Linked DNA regions of Neogale vison: region 1 is linked to region 2. A link is a contact called in public Hi-C data. All regions are on one chromosome and are shown on one strand. Each heading gives the region's core, a stretch centred on a gene start, on an enhancer-like site or on the middle of the called end of the contact. The rest is flanking DNA. Distances are from core to core; before and after follow the strand shown. Region 1 holds the start of ADM (pro-adrenomedullin). Region 2 has its middle 74 kb from the start of SWAP70.

What was found. Hi-C and Micro-C count contacts between places; a contact is called where the count stands out from the background.
Region 1: a Hi-C map of muscle shows a contact between it and region 2, with 5 times the contacts expected there. The contact joins the promoter of ADM here to the enhancer-like site in region 2. A contact is called at or near these places in 2 of 3 Hi-C or Micro-C datasets (muscle and tongue).

The regions. Positions count from the first base shown.
Region 1 is chr7:158,423,055-158,425,797 of ASM_NN_V1, reverse strand. It overlaps ADM (pro-adrenomedullin), which reads right to left and starts at 1,445. Exons shown (of 4, transcript XM_044258815.1): 1 at 1,297-1,445; 2 at 722-840; 3 at 424-573; 4 at 1-212. The coding sequence starts at 819.
Region 2 is chr7:157,911,456-157,914,300 of ASM_NN_V1, reverse strand. No RefSeq gene overlaps it. Among named protein-coding and RNA genes, the nearest start is that of SWAP70, 74 kb to the right of the region's middle. Within about 2 kb of position 1,265, the one cell type or tissue checked has open chromatin away from gene starts, as enhancers often do.

The DNA of each region.
Region 1 (2,743 bases), core at 196-2,695, 510 kb before region 2:
GCAGCGAGCGCCGGCGCCGGCGGCCGTACCCCTGGGGGCTAATCTTGCTCCTGGGGGCGACGCCGTCCTTGTCCTTGTCCGTGAACTGGTAGATCTGGTGCGCCAGTTTCTGCACGGTGCATGTGCCGAAACGGCAACCGAAGCTCCGCAGGCCCTGGAAATTGTTCATACTCTGGCGGTAGCGTTTGACTCGGATGCGGGCAGCGTCCGGACTGCTGGGAAAGGGAAGGAAGGTAACATGAGACCCCTATCAAACAGGGCTTTGGCCCCAGCCACAAAGAATCCGAGCCATTCAAGGACCAGAGGGGACTGGAAACTGCTACCGCCGTCTGAACCGCCAGACAGCCCTGACGATCCCCTAGGGCCAGGGTAGTGGAGGAGATTTCCCCGTGCCCACCCAGCTTCAGTGCAGGGCATAGTTACCTGGCCTGGGGGTTGCGAGAGGCGCCCTTCACGTCCTGGGGCCGAATGAGATTCTGGGCAGGCCCGGCCTTCACGTCCGTGAGCCCGGTGGCATAGTTGCTGGACACCCGAAGTTCCCTCTTCCCGCGACTGAGAGCCCACTTATTCCACCTAGAAAACACAGACAGACTCGATTCGCATGCATCCAGGCGAGGTCCCGGTCCCGACCGACTCCTATCTACTTCCAACTCGGGGCAAATAGCCAGTTTCCCTCGTCTCCCAGGTGCAAGGATTGGAGACGGAGCTATCTGCGACTCACTTCTTTCGGAACTCTGACGCCACGTCGAGCCGTGCGGTGTCCGCGCCCAAGAAGGCGAGGGAGCCCAGGTACATGAGGGCGACGGGAACCAACTTCATGCTGGCGGCGATGCGCAGACCCTGGAAGGAGAGACAGGGACCGAGCGTGAGCACCCCACCAGCAGCAGGGCCCGGGCGGGGCACAGAGGGCGGGGGTGGGGGGCGCTGGCCGACTCAGCTTGCGCTCCGCCTGGCTCAGACGCTTATCTCGCCCGGGCGCAGAGAGGCGCCAGCGGCATTTGCACCCGCCGGGCGGGTGACGGCCCCGGAGGGGAGGCCTCTGCCCAGAGCCAGGCTCCCTCCCAGAGATTTCCTGCTCGACTTCTGGGAATTTGGGTGGCACAGTAGGAAGGACTGGGTCTCTGCAGTTCCAATGGTGTGCACGGCTGGGCCCAGTGTATGGGACGCAATCCACAGAGAACCTTACAAAATGGGTTGTAACCCTCACCCACTACACTCCTCGACTCCAGTACTCAAAAGTCCGTCCTCCCCGCGCCCCCCGCCACACAGCGTATCCGCCCAGCCTGCGGCGCCTACCTGCTGATGGGGTGATCTGCCAAGATCTGGGAGAATATAAAGTCTGAGACGTCGCTCTGGCACTGGGAAAACCCTAGCGTCCAAGCTGCGATGAGAAACCAGAGGTTGCAAGGCTCTCGAGTTGTTCCGCCTAATGTCACCAAGAAACCACTGACTGGCCGGCTCTGGTTCCTCGGCTTTATAGGAGCACAGGGGGCGGGGCCTGAGCTGCCCTTGCACCCTCCCATTCTTCGGGCGCGCGCGGGCTTCTGCTCTGTAGCGCGCGCATTGCTTGTCCCAAGGTTTGGGGGTGGAGGGGTGGGGGTCCCTCGTACCAGAAGACTCAGACCGGAGCTCCAAAGGTTGTTGTAGGAACTGTCACAACCCTAACTCCCAGGGCACAAACTTCAGAATATAAACCAGGGCGAAGTAGAGCCGATACCACCTCTTGGGGTCCTTACTCAGGACCTGTGCAACCCAGAGTGCGAGGCCTACTGGCACAGAACTGCGAGAGTCAGCGGGGGGTACCACGGGGATATCCGGAGCCCCGGCCCTCGGGAGCGGTGGCCTCGAGTGGACCGCGCCCCCTGCCGGCTAGGCTCCTGACCTGGACGCGACCCCAGACTCCCCCGGAGCCGCAGGGGCAGGACACCCAGCAGAGACTAGAGGAGTGGGGCTCGCCAGCACCCCCAGAGAGGCTGAGACTCCAAAGTTCTGGGATGGGCTAGTAAGATTTCGCAATAGGGGCAAGTCTCGGAAAGGCTGATTTGAGAATTGGGATTTGGAGGGGAGAATTATCTGAAGTTTCAGAATTGAATTGCCTATTTGGAAATAAGGGAATAACCAAAATTAGAATGGACAATGCTGTTTCGTTCCTCACCCTCCCCCCTTGTAATACAGTTATTCCTCACAAGGGTACAACCTGAGAGTTTGCCTTGATGCCCTCGGAGATTTCATTCACCCATTGTTTGTTGTTTTTAAAGATTTTATTTATTTATTTCACACAGCGATCACAAGTAGGCAGAGAGGCTGGCAGAAAGAGAGGAGGAAGCAGGCTCCCCGCTGAGCAAAGAGCCTGATGCCAGGCTCCATCCCAGGACACGGGGAGATCATGACCTGAACTTAAGGCAGAGGCTTTAACCCGCTGAGCCACCCAGGCACCCCTGTTGTTGTTTTTTTAAAAGTTTTTATTTATTTGACAGAGAAAGACATAGGGATAGAGGGAACACAAGCAGTGGGGAGTGGGAAAGGGAGAGGGAGAAGCAGGCTTCCCATTCAGCAGGGAGCCCAATGTGGAGCTGGATCCCAGGATCTTGGGATCATAACCAGAGCCAAAGGCAGACACCCAATGACTGAGCCATGGAGGCGCCCCTTCATTCACCCATTGAAAACGTGAGGATTTACTGCCCAGGAGCACACTAATGCTCCACGTATGTTAATCGCTGTAGAGTTTACAGAAAACAGCCAC
Region 2 (2,845 bases), core at 16-2,515:
GGCAGCCCTGGCTCCCTGCCGCCCACGGAGGCTATATTTGGAGCAAGACAACTCCCTACAGACATAGACTAGGGACCCACCCTGCTGCGCTGCCCCAACCAATTTTACCTATCCAAGCAGTGTGAGCGTCACTCACATTCGCACGTACCTGCTTATTCATTCTTTCGGTCCCTCACTGATTCATTCCCCATAGAGTTACTGATCCCCTCGTATGACGGGCCAGGCACAGCAGGATGTGTGGTGGGCATGTGTGTGTGTGTGCAAGTATATGTGGGTATCTATGTAGAAATGGGGACGGCAGAACATACTCTCAGCACCCTCCTCAGGGTTCCACGCTGCCTGTGACTCAGGATCGGGGCTCAGCGGCATCTGCGGGCACCTGTGAGCCTGTGCGTGCAGGCACGTGCTCTCCAAGGAGGCAGCTGTGACTCAGCCATACGCGGCGTCTGTACCGTACCTGTGCGGATAGGACTGTGTGTGCCACTCGAGCCCTTGCCCCCAGGGGGTGCGGGAAGCAGTTGTGACTGACTCAGCTGCATTCCAGGACTGGGTGCCCCCAGGCCAGCTGTGAGTTTACACCTTGCTCACTTGCCAAGCCAAACAGCCAGTGCTGGGTGCACATATTCTGCACAGAGTGTGCAGGGACAAAGTCCCAAGTCAGCGGCCTCCAGTAAGGGATCCGGGCCCCACTGCTTCCGCCCCTCCCCTGGCAAAGGGCCCTCATCCCAACCTCTCCGGCCTGGCCTCCTGGAGCCTAGAGACTGTGCCCCATGCGGACTCCTCCGTCTCCCCCACCCACGAGTGCCAGGTCTGCGTACATTAGGAACCAGGCTGAGGGGTACAGAGCGGCCAGCCCAATCCATTTTCTTCCCATACCCCAACCTCTCCCGTTTCAGCCATGATCCCATCTTTCTCCACCTCCCAGTTGCAGCCTTAGCAGGCACAACCCCGGCAGCATTTCCAGCCTCTGGGGCTCCAGATCCCCAGCCTCAGTTATGGCACCGCCTGGTCCCTCCCTGGTCTTCTTCCTCTGTGCTCCTTGACCCGTCTATCCCCGGCGGTCTCTCTCCTTATCTGCCCAAGGGTCTATCTTTGTCTCTTTCCGAGGCAGACTGTCTGCAGCAGAGGCTTCACAGGAGTGGAGGTGCTGACAGGGTGGGGGTGTGGGGAGGCCACTTGGTGTCGCTTCTTGAGCCTTATCAGCAAAACCGAAGTTCCTGCTCAGGGCTCAGGCTGGAATTTCGCCCTGGATGACCTTGCTCCGTTTGCTGGGGCCTCCGCAGGGACAGCCAGGGTCAGACCAGTCAGGAAACAGGCCCCTGCTTGTTGGCTGCTCCCCCTCCCTCCTCACCCACTCTCATCCCGGTCCTGGGGGCCCCCCAGCCAAGCCTGTCCACAGACGACACAGAGGGGAGAGGACTGTCCCTTCCTAGGCTCTTACAGGAACAGGGCCCGGGCTGGGTGTGCTGGGGGCAGCAGGGAGGGGTGAGCCATGACCTGAATGCCTCAAACTATCAGCAGGGCACTTCCCAGGTTCCCCAAGCAGGCAGGCACTGCAGGCCTGTGGTACATGCCCAAGGGCTGGGAGAGGCTCTGAGTCCGGACACCTGGGTTTTGTCCCCCATCCACCACTGCCTGCCCTTGGGCAATTACCACATTCCCCTCATCGGTAAAGCAGGGAAAAAACAACACCTTTTTGGGCTGTTGATGACACAGTGGTACTGCCCACGGCCGCCTCCGGTAGGCTCAGTGCCCATGGGTTTCCTCAGTCCTTGGCAGACACGGCCACCACCCACTGGCGCTCCCACCCGCCCCAATGGGACCGCCCTACTGCGGGTGCGACAAGGGACGGCAGCGCGGCCGGGAACGTGGCCGCGGCGCACGCCTGCCACCTGGCGGCCCCCAGCGGCATCGCCCAGGCCGGCATCCTGCATCCCCGTCTCTTCCTCGCCACGCGCTGCAGGGACACAGGGTCATTCCCCCAAAAGGCACCAACAGCTCACTGCTCCTGAGTCTGGGCTGCTTCAGGACCTGCCAGGAAGACTCTGGATAGGGGGCTCGTCTCTTATGGGGGCGGTCGTGTCCCTCCTTCCAGCGGAAAGTAGGCCTGAGACCCCGGGCAACCATGGTCCATTGTCCCTGGAGGGTGGGATTAGAGCGGTATTTTATTCTCTCTGCATACTTCCTTTGTCTCCATTTTCCACATTTGGTATGTACTACTTTGTGATGAGAAAAAACTACAAACATTTTTTTAAAGATTTTATTTATTTTGGGGAGTGGTCAAAGGGAAAGAGAGAGAATCCCAAGCAGATGCTGCACCCAGCTTGAAACCGGGTTCAAGGATGCGGGGATGCGGGGCTAGATTCCACTACCCTGAGATCATGAGCTGAGCTGAAATCAAGTCGGTTGCTTAACTGACTGGGCCACCCGAGAGCCCCCAAACGTTATTTAAAAAAAAAAAAAAAAAATCAGGGAGGGGGCCTAATTGACTTGTCCATCAGGGAATTTTGAAAGACTTTCTAGTATCTCTATTAGGAGAAATAGAGACTAGGACTTGAGACCCTAGGACTGATGGTCCATCCTTCACATAAACTGGCATTAACTCTCTTAGGAAAGGCAAGAAAAAGTAGCCCCAGCCTCAGCACAGGGTGGCGTAAATGCTCTAAACAGACCAGAAATTGTGTAGAAGAGAGTTACTTGCAGGTCAGTCACTGTTGTCTCCTGTGAGCTCTGATCAGGCCCAGGGGACTATATCCAGGACATATTTGAGGACAAGGGTGTCGTGCCAAAGGGGCCATTAAAAAGCCAGCCTCTACTAAGGACCTACTCGGTGTCAATAAAGCCA